Linked DNA regions of Mus musculus: region 2 is linked to region 1. The links are chromatin contacts, called in public promoter capture Hi-C maps. All regions are on one chromosome and are shown on one strand. Each heading gives the region's core, a stretch centred on a gene start, on an enhancer-like site or on the middle of the called end of the contact. The rest is flanking DNA. Distances are from core to core; before and after follow the strand shown. Region 1 holds the start of Psmb4 (proteasome (prosome, macropain) subunit, beta type 4). Region 2 holds the start of Tmod4 (tropomodulin 4).

Region 1 (4,780 bases), core at 916-3,415:
GGGCCACCCATAATCAGAGTGCTAGTCTCACCTCAGTTAACCAAACCCCTTTATAAGCACATCTGTAGGCCATCCTGAACTAGACTCTCTTCCTAGGTGACTCTAGATCGTGTCAAATTGACGAGTGAAAGAGTCCATCATGACAGTATAGGGAGGTCTAGGCTGGGCTGTGTAGAGAGCCTTGTAAGTGAGTCTGTAGAAAATACCCAACATAGAATGGTGACTCAAAAACAAACAAGGGCTGGAGGGATGACTCAGTGATTAAGACCATTTGCTGCTCTTGCAAATTGCTGATTTGATTCCAGCATTTGGTGGCTTACAACCACCTGTAGCTACAATTCCAGAGGAAACAGCACCCTCTTCTGGCTTTGAAAGACACCACACACATGTCCTGAACACCTGCAGGCAAAACACCCATCATACAAAACATTTTGAGAAGCAATGATGGTAGTTACTATTATTTTAGTATATGTATGGATGCAGCATGTGAGTGGCTGGTGCCCACACTGCAATATGATGTCAGACCCTATAGAACTAGAGTTACAGATGGTTACTAGCCACCAAGTAGGTTCTGTAAATCAAATCTGGGTCCTCAGGAAGAACAGCTATCTCTCCAGCCCCAAATAAACAAATCTTTTTTTTTTTTTTAAGAGCCACAGGGACATGTTCAAATAGATGGTAAACAGGGCTGGAGAGATGGCTCAGTGGCTAAGAGCACTGACTGCTTTTCCAGAGGTCCTGAGTTCAATTCCCAGCAACCACATGGTGGCTCACAACCATCTGTAATGGGATCCGATGCCCTCTTCTGGTGTGTATGAAGACAGCTACAATGTACTCATATAATAAATAAATAAATCTTTTTTAAAAAAGGATTGTATACACTAGAGTCTCTGAAGGAAATACAAGAGAATATTAGGCAAAATTAATATTCAGACAAATAATGTCTGGATTATATAGGAAAGAGCCTCTGTGGGGAGGGGAATCCTGGCCCCTGGGCTGGAAAAGTTCAGAGTAAAGGGTGGGTTGTGCCAGGTAGGGACTGAGGGATGCTGGGAGAACCTGGAGGCTATGTCGACTTGAATATGTTAAATATGCACCTCAGCCAATTGTTCTGGGTCAGAACTTCAACATCAATATTCTCTCATATGTGGAATCTAGGTGTGTTTGTATGTGTGTATTAGGTCAGGAAAGTAGAAAGGTGCTCATAAGGAAAAGGCTCTTTAGGGACCCGGGTGAAGGATTAGAAGGTAATAGAACACGTGTCAGTGGAAGCACGAAGGGTCTTCTTAGACAGGGAGGAGGAAGCAGGAAGACAGGGAAGGCACTGAGATGGGCACCAGTGAGGGTAGAGTAAAACGACATCTAGGATGAAAAGGCTGTAATGAAACCTATTGTTTTGTATGCTATCTTGAGGGGGCAGGGGAATTCCTCCACTGCCTCTAGTTCACTGTGGATTCTTTTTTCTTTTAATACAAGATCTCTCAGTAGTTCAGGTTGTCCTGGACTCTGAGTGTAGTCCAGAATGGTCTTGTACTGGAGGCATTCCTTCTGTTCCAGCCTTCTGAATACTAAGATTTTTCTCTTTCTCCCTCTTCTCTCCCCCCCACCCCCCCTTGTTCACCACATAAGTGCCTGGTGCCCTCAGGGCTAGAAGAGGAGTTACAGGTGATTGTCAGCCACCCCGTGGGTGCTTAGATTCGAACCCCAGTGCTATAAACGTGGGCCATCTCTCCCCTTGGTTTGTATCTTTTCTACCTTTTATTGACTGTAACGGGGTAAACCACTGTATCTTATGCTTCGGCTTCTTATCTATCAAATAAGTTGATAATGCCTGCTCTATTGGCCGGCTCTGAGAAGTAAAACAGTAAGAGAGCTTGGGTCCAGTGATTCTTCAAGCCTTGTTTTTGATATTGATCCAAAAAGCACATGGTAACAGGTCCTGGTGCTTGTCCCACACGGCCTGCTCCTCCTGAATTGTCAGAATACTGGGATCTAGGCATCCCTACTGCAGTGGGATACGGGGATGCGGCCTTGTGCATTTCTGTCAGTCTTGGCGGCTACTCTGGACCAGGACTCCTCAAACGGCTTTATAAATACAGAGCCGGAGTCCTGACCCATGGAAGAGGCAGGCAGGAAGAAGAGAGGCGTGGCAAAGGACCACTTCCGTTTCCGGTGACGCTAGCGCTTTCATTTCTGTCGGCTGAGGTGACTAAGATGGAAGCGTTTTGGGAGTCACGGGCTGGCCACTGGGCCGGGGGTCCGGCTCCAGGGCAGTTTTACCGCATCCCGGCCACCCCCAGCGGCCTCATGGACCCGGCGTCGGCGCCCTGCGAGGGTCCCATCACTCGGACCCAGTGAGTCGCGCTCTCACCGCGCCGGGAATGGGCGGCGGGCCGGGATGCGGGGACCTCTGATGCGCGGGCGCCAGCAATCGGGGCTCCGGCCTCGCGCTCAGGGACCCTTTTCACGATTCAGGAACCCCATGGTGACCGGGACATCGGTACTCGGGGTGAAGTTCGACGGCGGAGTGGTGATTGCTGCAGACATGCTGGGCTCCTACGGCTCCCTGGCTCGTTTCCGCAATATCTCTCGTATTATGCGAGTCAACGACAGCACTATGCTGGGTGCCTCGGGAGACTACGCTGATTTCCAGTATTTGAAACAAGTTCTCGGCCAGATGGTGTAAGTCGCCTCCAAGTGGAGCGGACAGCCTTCCGTTTATTATTCCTGTAGGCGGGATGGAGGGACTTGAGACTTTGGGTAATTGTTGAGACATTTGTGAATGTTTGGAATACTTTTTGGTATTGGGGGGGGTGGTCTTGGATTGTAGAATTGTGTGTAGAACAGGGAGTGGGATGGGGAGCCTGACCTGTTATCATTGCTTTCTCAATTGTATTTAAGGATTGATGAAGAGCTGTTGGGAGATGGACACAGCTATAGCCCTAGAGCTATTCATTCATGGTTGACAAGAGCCATGTACAGCCGCCGCTCCAAGATGAATCCCCTGTGGAACACCATGGTCATTGGAGGCTATGCTGACGGAGAAAGGTATTTGATAACTTCCTTGACCGCCTAACCTAGCACCTATGTAGTGTCTCTTCAGTCTTTAAACAGAATGGTTCTTTACACTTCTTTTGGTATTTGTGCTTGTGTAGTACTGTGTGTGTGTTTGTGTGTGCATGCATCTTCTGCATTGTGGATTCTAGAGATCAAACTTGGGTCATCGGGCATGCTGGCAAGTGCCCTCACCACCGAGCTATCCTGCTTCCCCACCCTCAGGCACTTTGACCCCAGAGAATTTCCATCTTTTAATTCAGACCTAATGGACACAGCTAAGAAATGGAAGATTAGATCAGTTCTTTGATGTGTTTGTCCCTCTAGCTTCCTCGGTTATGTGGACATGCTTGGTGTAGCTTATGAAGCCCCTTCACTGGCCACTGGTTATGGTGCATACTTGGCTCAGGTAAGTAGTGGGCCTAGCGATGGGGAGAAGAGAAATAGAAATGAGAAGGCAATGTTAATCTCTTTCCCTTGGAATTTTGATAAGAGAGGCTGGAATCCTAACGTTGGGCAGCTGGTTTTCTTTGTCTAAGGAGAATACGTTTACATTAACTTCCAGTGACAAGAAACAGCCTTGGAATGGAAACAGTGGCAGCCCTAGGCTTCCCCACTTTTAAGAGAGTCTTAGCTGGGCATGGTGGCACATATCTGTAATATTAGTGCACAGGAGGCTGAGGCCAGGAGGACCATGCATAGCAAGACTGCATGTATGTAGGCTGCATAGCAAGACTATTTCAAACACAAAACAAAGACTCCTTGGGTTAAGTCACTTTCCAAGGCTGACAGGCAGCCTGGGGTCACCATGGTGGAGGAGACAACCAGCACCTAAGAGCTGTTTTCTCACTTCTGCGTGCATGTGCACATACCCATACAAAAGAATTCAATGTCAAACAAACAAAGCCAGCACCTAATTCTTTTGAAACAGTGGGTAGAAAACTCATCCACTTTGGTGCCTGTTTACATGGGTTAGAGTAGGTTGCCTTCTGTTAAGCCAGTCTAATTTCTCCAATGTTTTGCCCGCCTGTGTAGCCTCTGCTTCGAGAAGTTCTAGAGAAGCAGCCAGTGCTGAGTCAGACTGAGGCTCGGGAGCTTGTGGAGCGCTGCATGAGAGTGCTGTACTACAGAGATGCCCGTTCGTATAACCGGGTGAGAAATGGGCTGGAAGGTACAAATTCTGGAGCCAGGCATGGTGGCACATGCCTTTAATCCCAGTAGGGAAACAGGGGTGGGTGGGACTCTGCATTTGAGGCGAGCTTGGTTTACATAGTGAGACGCTATCATTGCACGCTTTGCCTTCTTTCAGTTTCAAATTGCCACTGTGACTGAAAAGGGTGTCGAGATAGAAGGACCGCTGTCCGCACAGACCAACTGGGACATCGCTCACATGATCAGGTGAGCAAGCTACAGTAGGGATCGGTGACACAGGGAAGCTCTTGACTTTTACAGAATGGCTCTTCTGGAGGGTTCAAGCAGAAACTCTGTGTGGGTGGTTTTGGAGGGAACCTCTCCAGGTTGGGGGCGGGGGAACTCTCCAGGTGGGTGGTCTTGGAAATGGGGAGCTCCTTCAGAAGTTGATGCCTTTATCCGCCTTCATTTTCCCTAAATGTTTCTTCTTTCTTTAGTGGCTTTGAATGAAATCCAGTTGAATGTCCAGAGTGTTGAAGCTTTGCTCTTCTAAACGTGACTGTAGCTGGCTCAAAGGCAGACTTTTGTAAAATAA
Region 2 (4,780 bases), core at 790-3,289, 240 kb before region 1:
CCTTCAAGGACCGGCGGCTGCCCACCTGCAATGTCACACATTTCAGCATCTGTAGCATGGGACAGCGCTTCCTCCAGCTCAGGCTCCAGCGTAATCTGTTCCTGTGCTGGGATTTCTCTCTTAGGCTGAATAAAGGGTTTTCCTGATAGAGAGATGAAGGACTGTTCAGGCAGAGGTGGTTTCTTCCAAGATGGTGGCTCCACCTTCTCTATCTTTTCCATATGGGGTCAGACTGGATCACTAGTGACATCAGAAAGCCTGAATGTTGTACAGGGACTCTCTGGTCCTCTCATTCCCTCCTAAGGATTGAAGAGGACAGGCTGGTGTGCTGGCAGATGTCTGTGATCTCAGCATTTGGCAAGCTAGAGTAGTAGGACTGCTAGTTCAGGGCCAACCCGGGCTGCACAAGGAGATCCTATCTCAAAAATCAAAAAACTGAAGAGAACAAATTAGCATGTAGTCATCAAGACTGAGTCTCTGACAGATCGCTACTGGAGACAGGGAGAATAGCTAGCAGGGAGGCACAAGAGACAGCCATTTGGCTCCTGGGAGGCATAGATGTTAGGGTGCCCATACCCTTCTTCTCGCCAGTGTAGGGCACCAAGTCATCACGCTCTTTGACTTCTAGCGCCTGTTGCTCCAGGTACTGCAATAGGGCATCTCTGTCCAGTGGCCCTGTTGGACTCTTCTTTGTCTGGTCACGTTGTCTCAGGCCAGCTGGCAAGAGCATGTTCTTAGGGATGAATTTTGGGGAACAAATTAAGCACTCTCCAGACAGATATTCCCTGGTCCTTTTGGGATTTCATGTCTTGTTCTCAGCTACCTAGAATCACTCCTTCCCACATACAAAGGGATGCCCTGGCCTGTGCTCCTACCTCAGGATCCATTTCTTGTAGCTCACAGTCCAGCTGTTCTAGCTCTTCAGGGCTCAGGGTCCTTAGGATCTCATCTTCGTCGATGTCTCTGTATTTCTCCAGTTCCTTCTGATAGGATGACATGGTGGCCCCTACCCCTTCCCCACGGTGTGACACTCACAGCCTGGGGGACATGAGAAAAGTTGTTGGATGTGGACACTGAGGGCACAAGAAGTCCAGCCATAGTTAGGACACTGACCTTAGAGACTAGAGTCTGCCAGGGATGGGAAAATCAGATAGTTCACTGTTAGTTTCCCTCCTAGTCCCTGCACTTTCTAGCCATTCTAGATGGGGATTCTAGTCTCCAGGCTGGGTCTATCCACCCACCGTGCGATGGAGAAATCCTGGTAGCACCCTCCCCTACAACCTTACCCGGCAACGTCTCTTGCCCTGACACAGCTGCTGGAGGCCCTGCCAGCACAGCTGGCTCCACGCCCAGTTCCTATTGAAAGGTGGGAGGGGGAGGCAGAGAGCTCCAGGAAAATTCCTCCTTTCTTCCCCATTACCCAGGCCTGTTGGAAACTGGTAAGCAAGGAGGCTTGACTGGGTTAGAGTGGTTGCCTCTAATGACACCCTCACTCCCTCCTTCATTGTCAAGGACCAAGACCTCACTTTCTGTGTTTGCTAAAAGTCTAAATCAGAAGGGAAAGTAAGGCTTAGAAGCTGGGGCACTTCCAGATTGGGGGAAGGGCAGTGTGGCCTCAGAAGGCATTCGGTTCCCATAATCTGTCACCAGAAAGGTGACACTGGAACCCTGGGTAAAAGAAGAAGAAGAAGAAAAAAAAGTCTTCTAAATGAGGAGGTGGGATGATAAACTTGCACCACCTTTCAGTGGGAAAAACAGTCAAGCTCTAAATACATACCACACTCAACATGGAAGGTGATACTGAGCGTGAGGCACTGACAAGGCAGCTACAGAGTCAAGACAGAAACATCGGCGGCAGGACACAGCAGAGACATGCCAACTCTCTTCCCCTAGGCCCACTCTGCCATCTCCCACCAGGCTCTCACCCGTAAGACCCCTTGTTCCCACCTACCAGTCCCAATGGTCACCTCTCACCTCCCCTTGTCAGTTGGTCCGTCTGTTCTACTGGGACACTGTCCGGTCAGCAGGAGGAGTCTGGTGCCGGGGGAGAGCGTGGGGGAACAGTGAGCTCAGCATTTTATTATTTTAGCTCTGGCCAGGTGGGGAGTGGTGGGAGATCACATATACACAGACCCCATACCTTGCCCAGCCCTGAGAGCCTCTAGTGGCCAGTATCAGCCATGACATGTCCTCTTTCCCTGCAAGCAGAGTCCTCCAGTGGAGAATCAGATGACTCCTACGGTAGGGTACCAGTTCTGCTCAAAGCACTGAATAGAAGATGATGTATCAATGTAACAGCCATTGTGCCTCACACCTGAATTCCCTTGACAGGGGACACTAAGATAGGACTGCTACAAGACGGAGAGCAGCATGAACTTCATGGTGAGCTCAAAGCCTTGTAGTAATTTTTTTTTCCTTTTTAACTTTTTTAAAAGGGAGAGGGGGCACATGCCTTTAATCGTAGCACTTGGGAGGCAGAGACAGGCAGATTTCTGAGTTCAAGGTCCAACCTGGTCTACAGAACAAGTTCCAGGACAGCCAGGGCTAGAGAAACCATGTCCTGAAAAAACGAGAGAGAGAGAGGTCTCAGGTGGTTAAGACTGCTGCACAATTGTGAGGTCCCCGCACCTACATAACAGCATAACAGGGTGGCAGACACAGGAACATTGGGGGCTTGCTGGCTCCTGATAGCCTAGAGAACAGGAGCCCAGGTTCAGAAAGAGAGCCTGTCTCAAAGGATAGGTGGAATTACAGATGACCCTGCCTGGCCTCTGCATAGGTGCACCACCCGACACGTGGTTGTATACATAGACACATACAGAGACACACACACTCAGTGTAAGGATTTTGTTCTGGTATTTAAGAGACTATGTACTGGCTGGTTTTATGTGTCAATTTGACACAGGCTGGAGTTATCATGGAGAAAGGAGCTTCAGTTGAAGAAATGCCTCCATGAGATCCAGCTGTAAGGCATTTTCTCAATTAGTGAACAAGGGGGAAAGGCCCCTTGTGGGTGGGACCATCTCTGGGCTGGTAGTCTTGGGTTCTGTAAGAGAGCAAACTGAGCAAGCCAGTAACATCCCTCCATGGCCTCTGCATCAGCTCCTGCTCCCTGACCTGCTTGACTTCCTTTGGTGATTAACAGCAATGTGGAAAGTATAAGCTGAATAAACCTTTTCCTCCTCAACTTGCTTATTGGTCATGATGTTTGTGCAGGAATAGGAACCCTGACTAAGACAGACTAAGAGAGTTAAATATGGATAACCCAGGTAAGTGTAATAAAAATGATAGACATGAGTGCAGGCATCTTTATGACACCCACTACTTAGTAAATACATGCTACTTAAAAGGACAGAGCAGGAACAGTGATTTACCCCTCTAGGCCCAGCGCTTGGAAGGTTGACATGGGAGGCTTGCTTGAGCCCAGGAGTCTGAAATTAGTCTGGATAAATTAGCAAGAACTTGTGGTTTATTTATTTATTTATTTGTTTTTTTTTTTTTCCAAGACAGGATTTGTCTGTTTAGCCCTGGCTGTCCTGGAACTCACTCTGTAGACCAGGTTGGCCTCGAACTCAGAAATCCCCCTGCCTCTGCCCCAACCTTACACATCAGACAAAAAGGATTTTACCATTTTATTAGATTAAAAAAATGAAGAGCACAAGTAAATGAAATGAACTAGGGAGGAACTGAGGGAAACAAGGGCGAAGGTTGGCAGAAGGGAGGGCGGAGTGGAGAGCCAGGTCAGGAGAGGGACTGTCTAGGGGTCAGGTGTCTCTATTTGATGACAATCTTCTGACGCAAGGCTCGAGGCCCAGAGCCAGGTAGTGGCTCGGGGGGTGGGGGCCCGGGGCCCAGCGCCGAGGCGGTGGGTGGAAGTCCGTGGGCAGTGATGTACTTCTTGTACGCCTCACGGATGATCTTGAAGGCTCTAGCAGTGGCATAGGGTATGTCTGTAACAGGGTCCCGGTACAAAGCTGGACGGTGGGTCACTGGGCAGACCTCCCGCACCGGGACCTTCGGGGGTCGCCCCTGGGGGAACCACTCTTCAAACGTTGCATCATCACTGAACGTGATGAAGGTGCGAGAGCAGTGAGCAGGAGGGGTGGCAGCGGCAGCTCCAGTCCCGGTCCCAGCATGTGGAGCCAGTGCAGAGGCTGTAGGAGCAGGATCAAGGCTGAGGGCAAGAGAAAAGTCACAAAATGCTGCGGAGACAGACAAAGGAAGGTGGTAGGCTAGGTTTGCTGGCTGTGACCTCAGTATTTACCAGGCCATGGGGCTGGAAAGATGGCTCAGCAGTTAAGAGCTGGGCTACTCTCCCAGGATAGAGGTTTGAGGCCTAGCACTCAAACAGTGGCTCACAACCGTCTGTAACTTCAGTTACACGGAATATGTCACCCTCTTCTGGCTTCAATGGGTACCAGGCCAGACAAAGCAGGCAAAACACTGATATACATTAAAATAAAATAAATAAATAAGCAAACAAACAAATAATAAAATAAAATAAAAAGTTGGGCATGATGCTTCACATTTGTGACCCCAATACTAAGGAGAAAGAGGCGGGTAGATCATGAATACTAGCCTGGGCTATATAAGGAGTTCCAGGCCAGCCAGAGCTACAGAGTAAGACCAACTCAAAACAAAACAACAGGAAGTGTCAGAGCCATTTGTCTGCTTCTCAAGTAGAGTAAAAGTCTGCCCGCCAGGCAGAGTCAAGGCAGGTCAGGGTCTGCTGCCAGATTTCCTGGCCTGCTGACATAAAACGTTAGGAAGAGATACACGT

The links. Promoter capture Hi-C pulls out the DNA fragments that hold promoters and counts their contacts.
Region 2: a promoter capture Hi-C map of stem cell-derived epiblast-like cells shows a contact between it and region 1, with 3 times the contacts expected there. The contact joins the promoter of Tmod4 here to the promoter of Psmb4 in region 1. A contact is called at or near these places in 2 of 39 promoter capture datasets (embryonic stem cells and stem cell-derived epiblast-like cells) and 2 of 9 other capture datasets (adipose tissue and pancreatic islet).

Annotation. Positions count from the first base shown.
Region 1 is chr3:94,884,343-94,889,122 of GRCm38.p6, reverse strand. Psmb4 (proteasome (prosome, macropain) subunit, beta type 4) reads left to right here and starts at 2,165. Exons shown (of 7, transcript NM_008945.3): 1 at 2,165-2,354; 2 at 2,476-2,682; 3 at 2,902-3,048; 4 at 3,382-3,463; 5 at 4,090-4,206; 6 at 4,364-4,452; 7 at 4,683-4,780. The coding sequence starts at 2,215. The coding sequence ends at 4,695.
Region 2 is chr3:95,121,773-95,126,552 of GRCm38.p6, reverse strand. It overlaps Tmod4 (tropomodulin 4), which reads right to left and starts at 2,039. Exons shown (of 10, transcript NM_016712.4): 1 at 1,975-2,039; 2 at 876-1,038; 3 at 577-733; 4 at 26-142. The coding sequence starts at 998. Vps72 (vacuolar protein sorting 72) reads right to left here. Exons shown (of 6, transcript NM_009336.2): 6 at 3,502-4,174. The coding sequence ends at 3,775.